Regions from separate parts of the Mus musculus genome. Here all the other regions are linked to region 1. Evidence: chromatin contacts called from public HiChIP or PLAC-seq data. All regions are on one chromosome and are shown on one strand. The core of a region is the stretch at or near the end of the contact, and the rest is flanking DNA. Distances in the headings are between cores, read along the strand shown. Region 1 holds the start of Ccl25 (chemokine (C-C motif) ligand 25). Region 2 holds the start of Arhgef18 (rho/rac guanine nucleotide exchange factor (GEF) 18). Region 3 holds the start of Zfp358 (zinc finger protein 358).

What was found. HiChIP or PLAC-seq counts read pairs in DNA pulled down with a chosen protein or histone mark.
Region 2: an H3K27ac HiChIP or PLAC-seq map of embryonic stem cells shows a contact between it and region 1, with 4 times the contacts expected there. The contact joins the promoter of Arhgef18 here to the promoter of Ccl25 in region 1. A contact is called at or near these places in 2 of 115 datasets of contacts at active chromatin or transcription factors (embryonic stem cells and large pre-B cells).
Region 3: an H3K27ac HiChIP or PLAC-seq map of embryonic stem cells shows a contact between it and region 1, with 3 times the contacts expected there. The contact joins the promoter of Zfp358 here to the promoter of Ccl25 in region 1. A contact is called at or near these places in 2 of 115 datasets of contacts at active chromatin or transcription factors (both in embryonic stem cells) and 1 of 9 other capture datasets (embryonic stem cells).

Annotation. Positions count from the first base shown.
Region 1 is chr8:4,347,453-4,351,337 of GRCm38.p6, reverse strand. It overlaps Ccl25 (chemokine (C-C motif) ligand 25), which reads right to left and starts at 1,750. Exons shown (of 6, transcript NM_009138.3): 1 at 1,683-1,750; 2 at 1,444-1,566. The coding sequence starts at 1,516.
Region 2 is chr8:3,351,646-3,355,530 of GRCm38.p6, reverse strand. It overlaps Arhgef18 (rho/rac guanine nucleotide exchange factor (GEF) 18), which reads right to left and starts at 2,094. Exons shown (of 29, transcript NM_001370668.1): 1 at 1,801-2,094. The coding sequence starts at 1,804. Gm30369 (a long non-coding RNA gene) reads left to right here. Exons shown (of 5, transcript XR_870091.2): 2 at 611-678; 3 at 1,724-1,825.
Region 3 is chr8:3,491,015-3,494,899 of GRCm38.p6, reverse strand. It overlaps Zfp358 (zinc finger protein 358), which reads right to left and starts at 1,762. Exons shown (of 2, transcript NM_080461.2): 1 at 1,591-1,762.

The sequences.
Region 1 (3,885 bases), core at 501-3,000:
AAAATATAAACAGGTTATTCAACTTTCCTGACCATCTCAGCTCCAGGTATGAGTCAGCTTGTCCCCATGTTGAATTAACTTAAATCCCTTTTCCTCTCTATACTCATCTCAGTGGCTGCTAAACTGACCTAGCCATTCTTTGCCGATTCCCCTGTTAGTCTAACAAGAGCTTAAAGATTTCTTCTTGGTACCAAAGAGCCATACAACACAGACATGAATTAGACCTAATGCTCAGGAGTATCTCAACCTGGTAGGGAAGCCAAAAATGTTATCTACATGAAAGAAGGTGCACTGGAGCTGGAGGAGGTGCCCAAGGAGGAGGAGATGATCCTAGAAAGTTCTGAGGAGAGAAGCAAATGAATAAAGAAAGTTGGCAAGACAGTGGGTTCCTCGATCTGAGGACAAGTAGAGCCTAGTAGAGGTTCAGGGACAGAGTTCATCCTCCTTGCCATTGCTCCACCTTGGCTCTTGAGGACAAGGGGCAGTGGTGTCAGATAAGAAATGGGACTTCAGGGATCCCTGACAGGTGTTTTCCAACACTGGGGGCCATTTTTCTCCCAGGATCAAAGGGCAGAGGTTGGGAGTGGCCCAGATAGCAGAATGGGAAAAAAAAAAAAGCCAAGCTTGGCTTTCTATGGGTACGGTGGAAGCTTGAAGGTGCACGACCTGTCTGTAGAAGAGCAGGCAAGGCAAAAGCAGGGATCCTGGTCCTCAACCTGGCCTGGGATTTTGCCTTGACACCTGCTGGGACTTCACAGTTTTTTCTGAGATGAAGCACCCAGTGACAGGACTCTTGGGGGATGCTTCATGCCCCTGAGAACTGGCCTTGGGTAACTGAATCCTCCAGTACCTGCTTTCCAGGAGGCCAAGAAAGAAGACAAAGATGGTTCCCTGACCACAGGGCTGGGAATCCTGTTGCAGCTGAGAGTATTTTGCAGTTCATTGGATCCTTAAATTTTCATTCCTGCTTAGCAGATGGGGACACTGAGTCCCACACAGAATAATCTTAGCCCCTTGCCTAGATTACACAGGGAGGAAAGGCAGGGAATGCAGTCTGGAGAGTCTTCAGGGTTCTGAGCTTAACTTCACATCCCCTAACTAGGCAGAAGAAGGGCATCAAAATGCATTTCTGGCTAAGTGAATTTCTCCTCAATTGGAATCCACCCTCAGGTTCCTGCAGCCCCTAAACCTCTTGAGTCTTGCAAAGGAAGCACTTCAGAATGAAAGTGAGGGATCTGGGAGTAAGTAGCTGGGGACACTTCATCTCTACCCATCTACCTCCAGTAGTACCAGGAATTCTTGTTATGCCCAACCTCCCAAGAGACACTGAAGAGTTCAAAGGATACAGAATACAGGGAGACTTCAACAAGTGGAGAAGGACAAGTGAGAAGAGAAAGCAATATGCCCAAACCGGGGCAAGGTAGGTATAGCTAAGGACAATACCTTGGGCATGGACAACCGGCATCCAGGCCCCAACAAAACAGGCAACCAGGCAGGCAAAAAGCCACAGTTTCATAGTGAAGGTTAGATCTCCTCTCCAGATACCTGAAGGTTTAAGGGGGCCACCTATAAAAGTGGAAGGAAAGACATCAGTATCTCAAGCCACCCCTGGAACTCTCTGAAAGAGAGGCAGATGGCAAAGGACTTGCTCTAGCCTCTGCTGTAGTCAGAAAAAGACTCACCAATGCCTTTCTGGTCCTGAGAGCTGGTGCCTGCTTGTAGCGTGTATTGCCTATGGGATCAGTGAACTGGCTTCATTCTTTATAGTCAGAGCCCCACCCTGCAGTGACCTGCCCCCTCTCTTCTCTCCCTCCCTCCTCCTGCTCCTCCTCTCTACCAGCTCTGTGAGACTTGGGACTTCTCTCTCCTTCAGATAGACCAAGTCCTATTTTACATCTGTCTCTGCAGGTTACCTGCCCCATGAACCTTGAGGCACTTTATGCAGCCAGGCCTCTCAATCAGTATCCCCTCCCAATACCTTATTATGTGAGGTCCAATACTGTCCGCAGCCCTCTCCCTTACAAGCTTTTTATTCCATCTCCTCACGGATCTTTTTATAGTTAGCTGCGTTTAAAAGTTTTATTATTTCTAATTTTTATTATTATTTTGTACATGAGAACAGGGCACACATAAATCATGGCGTATCTGTGGGGTCAGAGGACAACAATCTATTCTTTCCTTCCACCTTGTGGGTCTTGGGGATGAAACAAAGGTCATCTGATTTGGTGGCAGGTGCCTTTACTCACTGAGCCACGGAGCCATCTTGCCTTTTCTTGCTCTCTTGCTCTGTCCTGGCCTTAACACGTTTTCCTGAAATTTCATAATTTCTTTCTTTTTCTTTTCCTGTTTGTTTGTTTGTTTGTTTTTGTTGTTTGTTTTTTTTGAGACAGACTTTCTTTGCGTAACAGAGCCCTGGCTGTCCTGGACTCACTTTGTAGACCAGGTTTGTCTTGAACTCACAGAGATCCGACTGCCTCTGCCTCTGCCTCCCAAGTGCTGGACCATAATGTTATTTTTTAGTTGCTGAATAAAATTCCAGTTGCTGGCCCACTTTTAAAATTGTATTTATTTGGGAGGCTGGGGACATGAGAACCATGGTGATCTGGGGGCAACTTTGCAGAGTCAGTGGAGCTTGGAATCAAAGTAAGGTCATCAAGTTTTGCAGCAAACTCCTTCAGCCAGCTCCCGGTCTGGAAAGGTACACTTTCAGTGGGGCAGTGAGTGATACGGAATGAAAGCCATTCTAACAAAACTGTTTGTAACCACAACACTGGAAAGAAAGTAATGTTCTGGTTTGGAATGTGAAGCCAGGATCCAGGTGACAGCGTCTGTTGTCTGCAGGAAGCAAAACAAGATTCATTTTGAAAGCATTTCTTCTTTCCTTTGGTTAACTTGACCCTCTGGGGGATAGGGGCAAAGTGTTTAGGAAGATGGGGCGGGGCTGGACGGGGCGGGGAGGAGGAACGGGGAGGCCTGCCACAAGAACTCACAACTAACCGCTTTTAACTTTTCATCACTCGCATCCGCAGCTAGCGACACGTCCTTTCTCTGGGTATTCCTCACACTCCGAACCTCCTGTTGTATTTAATTCTACTTAGTCGGGGTCTTTTGCCCTCTCCCACCCCCTACCCCACTCCGCGGGGCAGTGGAGGGTGCTGGCCGGCTGCAGGTGAGTGAAGCTTAAGGCCCCCCAGGATGATTAGAGCTTAGAGTTCCACACACCAGAGCAAGTCATAAAGCTTTGGTCTGTGTTTGGAGAATAGCACCAGGGGGCGAGTTTTGAGGAATGGCACCTGAGGATGAATCTTGATGGTGTAGATTTGAGTAGTTTTGGTGGGTAGAACTTTACAGCCAGTTTTCAAATGAGGAAGATATAAACAGAAGAGCTTATGAAACCAGGGGGTGCTTTCTGGGTGGGGCTTACTCCGAGGGTGTGGCGTGCAATCCAGCCACTGCAGCAGATGGAGTCTTCTTGTAGAGGGGATGCAAGCCCTCACCCCTACCCTTCAGATCCATGAGCTTCTCAGGTTCCTCGGCTTCTGGATCTGGGTGGGTGAGGCTGGGTTAGGACGCTGCTCAGCGTGGCTACAGGCTTGGAGACGCAGCGTGGCAAACCAGAACCTACTGAAGCCAAGTGTCAGGGGGAGTTACTAGGAATGTGTGCCCATTTTCCCCAGCTTGGGGGTCAGGGCTTGACCCACTAGCACCCTTCATAGGGAAGAGGAGAGGAAGTCTAAGCGAGTAGCTTGTCTGCTCAAGATGTAGACAGGACTGCGAGTAGGAGACAGGATGTTCAAAGGTCCCAAGGATGTGAATTAAAGACAAAGTGCTAGGCTGGGAACGTGGCCTAGGATGTATGAAACTTAAGGTTCTAACATTACTTCC
Region 2 (3,885 bases), core at 845-3,344, 1.0 Mb after region 1:
GCCCAAGCGCATTCCTAGATCGGTGTTGGGAGTTGGGGAGACCTGGGGGTCAGAGATGGTTCAGTCCAGATTCACTGAGGAGTTTGCAGTTAACCACATGCGCGTGACCTATGCATGAGCACATGCTGGTGTGTGTACAAGTGTGTATGTGTGTGAGGCAGGAGGTTGACATGGAGTGTTTCCCACAATCGCTTTCTGTCTTTTTTATAAACTTAGTTAATTATTAGTTGATTATTAATTTGCACGTGTGGGCACAATCCACAGAACGTGAGCAGAGGTCAGAGGGCAACTTGCAGGAGTCAGTTCTCTCTCCAACGTATGGATCCCAGGGCTCAGGCTCGGGTCCTCAGGCTTAGCCTCTACCTGCTGAACCGTCTTGCTGGCTCCCACCTTATTTTTTCTTATTTTTATTTTCGAGACCGGCTTTCCCTGACTCTCCTTGAGGTTCACTGATTCAGCTAAACTGGCTAGTCGGAGAGCTTCAGTGATCCTGTCTCTGCCTCCACAGTGCTGAGCTATCAGGCCTGCACCACCATGCTCAAAACCTGTTTTTTTTTTTCATGAGTTTAGGGGAGCTGAACCAAGTTCTTATTCTGTGTTATCTCCCTAGGTCCTCTTCAAGACCCATGAAAAGCTGCCTCAGACAGGAATTTACAGTCACAAGAAGGGTGCTTAAAGGTGGGTACAACTTGGAGTTTTCCCTCAGAAACCAGGGTGACTCTCTTGGAGGGTCAGCCCTGTGGGAGCCACATTCAAAGCCTGTCTCCTACCTAACTCACCACCTCCGTTAGAGTGGTCAGCTCTAAATCCACTGATACATGGCTCCAGGGGTCGCCTTCCTACACCCGAGAGTGCACAAAGTCAACAGAAACTGAGGAAACTGTAGTCTTGGGTGTGCCTGGTACAAACCACAGCCTGCCTCCTCACCTCACTCCATTCCGGCAGTTGTTGTGGGAGGTTCCTCAAACTGGGCCACAAAGGGAGCCACCAGTGACTCCCCAGGGTTAAGGGCCTACAGCTGGAGGGCTATTGAGCAGAGGGTGGTCCCCATTTGGAAGACCTGGAAAGATCGGCTTTTCAGCAGATGTCAGCCTTAAAATTTTGCTTTGCAGACAGGATTCTCCAAGTCTGTGTCAGGCAAGGCTGAACAAAACCCCAGAGCCAATGCTTTGAAAGGTGAAGAGGTCAAGCTGCAGTGTGGTGGTATGCGTGCATACCTGTTACCCCAGAACTGGGGAGGCACAAGTAGGAATGCTGGGAGTTGGAGGCAAGCCTGGACTGCATGGTGAGACCCAGATTCAAAAGCAAAACAAAACAGAACAAGGCAAAACACGGACACCTGCTGAAAAGGCGCTTAGACTTCCTCCCTCATCCCTGGCCCCCTACTCCTCCGTCCCCACACAGGCTTTGCTTACAAAAGGTTCCTTCAGACTCCATCATAGGTCTCCTCTAGACCAGGTGGCCTCTGAACTCCCTATGTAGCTGAGGATAACCTAAACCTCTAATCCTCCTGCCTCCATCTCCCAAGTGATGCTTGACAGCGTACAACACCCAGCTTTGACTTATGCAGTGCTGGGGATGAAACCCAGGACTTTGCCCATGCTAAGCAAGCACCCTATCAATTGAGCTATCTCCCCAGCACCCTCCAGGGTCATTTTAGGATTCCTGATCTCTGCAGTGCAAACAGCTGCCCCACTCTCTTACTGTTGTGTCCCGGCTATAGGAGTCAATCTCCTGCCTCACAGACTCTCAGACGTGCAGATCCCGAAGTGCCCACCACTCTTCAAGATAGTCACTCACCCATGAGTTCCCGATTCTTGCTCAGGTAGGTAACTGGCTTTGTTAACAGCTCTTGCAGCTCCCATGTCACACAACCAGGGTTTCAAGGGACACATGAGCCAGGCTAACCACAGAGTGGCTCAACTCTGCCCAGTTTCCTCTTTCTAAGCCACCGGCTTTTTATGGTTGTCTTCATCAATATTGAGCAGCAGGCAGCAGGGGTCAGCAAGGAGAGGAGAAAACAAATGGAGGTGGGTTATGAGGATCTGGGAGTCCACCCTCAGCCTGTACCTGCCGTAGGCGTCACGGGGAAGTAAAGTAAAGAATGTAAAGCCTCCCACGAGGGGAGGGGAGGGGAGGCAGCAGCACTGAACCCCCACCCGGCAGCTTCCTGTGGCGCCAACTGCTGAAGAGGAACGGGGTGTGAGGGCCTCACCCTAACACTCGGGCACACAAACAGAGACACATGGGACATGCAAGTCACATGTCTCTAGACAGACACACGCTGGAACACACATGGGGACAGACACATATGTGGGTGTGTGGACCCATGGAAACATGTGGAGCTGAACGCTGGGTTTGTAAATGTCTACCAGCGATCATTCTGCTTGGTATCTGTCTGTTTTCCCGGTGTAAATACTGCCACTACCGCTAACTCCACTTCTTCAACTAACGCACTGTTACCAGAGCTGTTAAGGTTAGAGCTTGAGTCCTGGCAGTCTCCTAACAAACCAGATTCAGCGACTCATTCTAAGAAAGTCAGTCGAGGAAATGGCTCAAAGGGTCAAGTGCTTGCTGTGCAAGCAAGTGGAATTGATTTTAGTTCCCCACCCCCACCTGACTAAATAAAGTCAGGGTGTGGTAAGGCCACCTGTGAGAACTCCAGTACTGAGCTGGCAGATAGGAGAATCCCAGGGAAGGGCAGGCTACCCAGTCTGATCCAGTGTTCCAGGTTCAGTGAGAGACATTGTCTCAAAAATAAGTGCATGTGGTGGTGCACGCCTTCAATCCCACTGGGCAGGCAGAGACAGGCGCACCTCTGAATCTGAGGCCAGCCCAGTCTTCAGAGGAAGTCTAGGCAACCAGGGCAAACAACAGTGAGAAGTAGAAAAAATGTATCTATTCAGGGTTGCTGCACCTGTAAGAGGACCAAACGGCCCCCTGCTCCTCCCACCTCTCCCCTCCAAGTCCATCCTTAGAGACCTGGTATTAGATGTAGGTTTAAATAGAAGGCAAGAGGTATGCGCAGGGCTGGAGAGATGGCTCAGTGGTTAGGAGTGCTTGCTAGTCTTCTAGAGGACCTGAGTTCAGTTCCCAACACCTACACTGGGTGGCTCATAACTGCTTAATTTCTGCTATAGAAGGTCCTGTGCCCCTTCTGACCTCTATAGGCACCCAACACAATTGCATGCACACACACGCACATATCCACACACAGACAAACACACATACCCCAGACAGTTGCACACACAAGCACATATTCATATACAGACAAACGCACATACCCACAGCCACCTGCATATATACATTCATATATATACACACACAAACAAATACACATACAGGTACACGCACACATATGCACACATGTGCACACACACATACACACTTAATAATAGGAATGAATATAGACTATCTTCACTCCTACCAGGATGGGTACACCAGTACCTGAAAAGGTGAGCAGAAGAAGGGTTTAAACTTGGCTCCACACTGGAACTGAGTGAGTGGTCTCTTAGCATGAAACTCTTGTGAGTTCTCAAATGTGGCCCTCTGGGAAACAGTAATGTACAAATAGCAGCATTCACACATGCAGAGATTCCTGGGTGGATACATTGGTCTTTGCACAGACATGAGAAGCTGAGCACAGTTACACACATGCTGTGTAGAATAGTAGTGTCTATACGCGCAGAAAGCTCTGAGTAGACACACATTATACTCTGGGCTCTGCACATATATGTGGAACTGTATGCACAGGTGAACACACATAGAGTATAGACAGTGAGGCCATGCCGTGGCACACAGGATGCACCACAAGCAAGAGCAACAGAAGAAAGTGTGTTTTGGCTTACAGTTCCAGAGGGCTAGTGTAGGCAGCCGGGCGCCTAA
Region 3 (3,885 bases), core at 513-3,012, 860 kb after region 1:
GATACCCTAAATCTGGGGGAAAGGGTGTTGTGGTTCTTTTTTCATGAGGTCATGGTCTGAATTCTTGCCCCACCCTGCAAACTGGTAGATCTGGGGGTCCCTGATAAAGAGGGGAATGTGTGTGACTTGTCTTACCGAAGTAGAATGGGTAGTGGTAAGGATGGGAAGTTAAGGATACCTAGTAGTCCTTCTCTGTCACGGTGAAAACTGCAGGGCTCCTTGTTTGCTTCCAGGAAAGAATTCTAGACCTCTCTAGAATTCTAGCTTGAGTGAGATATGTTCTGTCTTAAACCAGAGGACAGGGAGTGGAAACCTGAGCTAGCAGTGGTGGCACACATCTGTTATCCCAGCATCTTTTGAGGATGAGGCTGGCAGATCTGATCAGCCTGGGCTACAAAATAATAACGTTTTTCAAAACTAAGGAGGGGTGCATACATGGCCCCCTTCTGGGGAAAGGGGCAGAAGGATCACTAAGAACTCCACAGCCAGAGGGTGGAGAGAGCAGTTAATATAGCAATTTTCCAATTGGCTTATAAGATTGTGGATTTTAACCCCTTGGTGAAGAGCCGGTGATAACTATAGCTTGGGGGGGGGCCTCTGGGGGGTTACAGAGAGAACTGGGGGGTGGGGCACAGAGGGCTGAGGAGGAATGTCTTCAAGGGAAGGGAGTTCCTGAACCACACACTCCTTGATTAGGGTATGAAGACTGTTTTAGGGAAAGAGGCAGATGTGGAGAAAGAGTAACACCTCTCTACCTTGGGGCTAAGTGAACTCTTTGTTGGGCTGGGCTCCAGGGGACTAGGGAGACCTACCTGACCCCAACCTCACAGTCAGGAGATAGTACACAGAGGGGCGCTGAGTTTCCCCCAACAGTTTCTCTACCTAGGCCCAACTGCTGGAGATTAGTGGGCAGTACCCCGGGGTCTCCGCCCAGATTTCTGGAGACAAGGTATTTTTAGATTGCCTTCGAAGGAAGCAGCCTCATGAACTCCCATCTTGAATGGAAACTCACATCTGTCTCGTAGATGTGCAGAGGGCAGGTGCACCCCGATCATCTCTTGGGAAAATGAGCTTCCAGAGCTCTACATCCTAAGACTGAATGTGGAAGATAACAATAACTGGGATTTTTCTTGGGATTCTTGAGGTAACACGACACCTCCCTTCTGAACACACACACACTATGGAGTATAAAGTCCCACATAGGAAGAACAATGCCCCAAGCTTCTCTTGGTTTCCAGAAAAAAAGAACCCCCTTCTGAAACAAGGAGGTGTTCTGTTCTGTGGGTTCCGAGCTAGCGGGCGCCTCCACCCATCCGGATCTCAGATTCACTGTAGATTAGGGGGTGGTCCCGCCGTTGGCCGGATAAACGTACTAGGCCTGAGCTCCTCCGGACCCCCTTCCCACCGCGTCCGCCACCTTGACCCCCCAAGTAGAGCGCTGGCACCATGTACTCTGCAAGGGGTGCGTAGAGATAGCCTGGGGCCGCGCCCCGCACCCTGCTCTTAGTGTTGAGGGGTCTCCTCCCAACCACCTCCCCCTTTTGTCCAGCCTTCCCCAATCCAGCCCGATCCGCTTTCGGGGTCACTCACCCGATGCCCCTCGCCCCTGCCCGGCCTGGCTGCACTCGCGCTGGCCAGCCGGTGTCTCCCCGCCCCAGGCTTGCAGGAAACCCCACCGATCGCCAGACCCGCTGGCGGCCCCCTCGGCCCAGCGGCCCCGCCAGGCACTCCCGGGGAGCGAGAGGGGCCGGCCGAGGGCCGCTGCGGGAGCTGCTGGGACTTGTAGTTCGCTCGAGCCCTCCGCGGCCGGCGCCATCGCTGCCCCCGCGCCGCCCCACCCCACCCCCCCGCCCCCGGGCCAAGCCTTTGTCCCGACCAGGGCCACCCGAGCTGGCGCGCGTCCAGTCTTTGTTTGCGCCCTACCAACCCGCGCCACCCTAACCCTCCATGCACCCATGTGACTTTTCGGGCCCCTTCTCCGACCCCCGATCTTGACTCTCCATCTGTATCTCTGTCTCCATCTGTCCATCTTTCTTCCATTCTGTCCCCTCCTCTCCATCTCTTTCATTATCTTCTTTAAAAAATGGATTCAGTGCCTATGCATGCCGTGTTGCGCATGGGGAAATCAGTAGATAAGTTCCAGGAGTCCGTTCTCTCCTTATTCCATCCCAGGGATAGAACCAGGGTCTGCAGGCTTGGCCGTGCACTTTTACATGCTGAACTATCTCTCCAGTCCTCCTTTTTTCCCCATTCTCCTTCTCTACCGTAATTTATTTTTTCCTCTTTTAATTTCTTTGCCTCTGGCCCAGTCATTTTCTCTGCCTCTGCCTTTTGTCTCTGCCTACCTTTGTCTTGCCTTCTTTTTCATTTCTCTATCTTGTTTCAAACACCAGCTATCATGATACTCAAATTATATAAGCAAGAGGCCGGGGGAGGGTGTGCTTTGAGAAGGCCTGCAATTTAAATATGCACTTGTCTTTTCTTCATCTAGTATTATCTCAGAAAGTTTAGGGCTGTCAAAATGGCTCAGTGGGTGATGGTTTGTGGTAAGACAGGTGGTTAGAGAGGTGACCCAGTCGGTAAACTGCTTGTTGCAGAAGCTGAAGACCTGGCTTGAGATCTCTGTCACCTATGTGGAAGGACAGATTCAGTGGTGGGTATCTAGAATCCTAGCTTTGAGGTGGCTGAGGCAAGAAGACCCAAGGGCTCACTGGCCAGCCAGTCTAGCTGAATCAGTGAGCTCCCAGGGTCATTGTGAGACTGTGTCTCAAAAAGTAAGGTTGGAGGGACAACCAAGTGGCTTAGTGGGTAAAGGTGCTTGGTGAAAGGCCAAGGACCCGAGTCTGATTCCTTAGGACCAACATGGGTGGAAAGATCAAACTATTTTCTAACCTCCACATGGAAGATATACACACACCACTACATAAATAAATGCAATTTTAAAAAATTAAAATAAGGTGGGACCCATTGAGGAAGACACCTGAAGTCAATCTCTCTAGTCCACATATATGTGTAAGTACAAGTTCTCCCCCTCCCCTGTCTCTATCACACAAGTGCACACACACAGAGTTTTTGTTGATAGTAGAATCTTTCACTAATTTTAGGTAACCTTTTGCCCTCTGATCCTTCCATTTTCTCAGCTTCCTATTCAAATGACAGGTGACACCAGAGGCAGTCCAGGAGGCTGGACCAAGAGCTGATTTCTGGAAGACGTTAGCCAGGACCAAGGAAGGCTCTAGACCACACTTTAAAGCCCCAGCTCCCTCCACCGCAGGGGGAATGAAAACAAGCCCAGGGGGATCTGGCAGCTGGACTCTGGATGTTGCTGCCTGAGTATAAACAGTGGTCACAAAGAGAAATTAATGGTACAGCAAGGCTACCCTCTGACCAAAGCTGAATTAAGATAGACACAAGAATAGGTTGCAGCTAGAACAATGACCACACATCTCCTCTTGTCCCCATAACACACATGACTGCCCGTTTGCCAGCCATAACCCACACTACTTTCAACCCACCCACATCGCTGAGATAAAAGTAGCTGGAATCCCAGCCACAGACTGGGATTAACCATAACCATGGCACTAACCATAATTTTCCCTAAAACTACCCAGCCTGAGTCCATGCCACCCACAGAAGTCTCCCAACACCCCCTTCCAGAGAGCACCCTCTTTTCCCCTTGAGATCAGTCTCACTGTACACAGATATTAGTCTCCTCCCTCCCTTCCCTCCTCTTTTCCTCTACAAGGTCTCTTGTAGCCCAGGTTGACCTCAAATTTACTATGTAGCTGAGGATGTCCTTAAACTTCTAATACTTTTGCCTCCACCTTAAAAAAAAAAAAGATTGATTTATTATATGTAAGTACACTGTAGCAGTTTTCAGACACT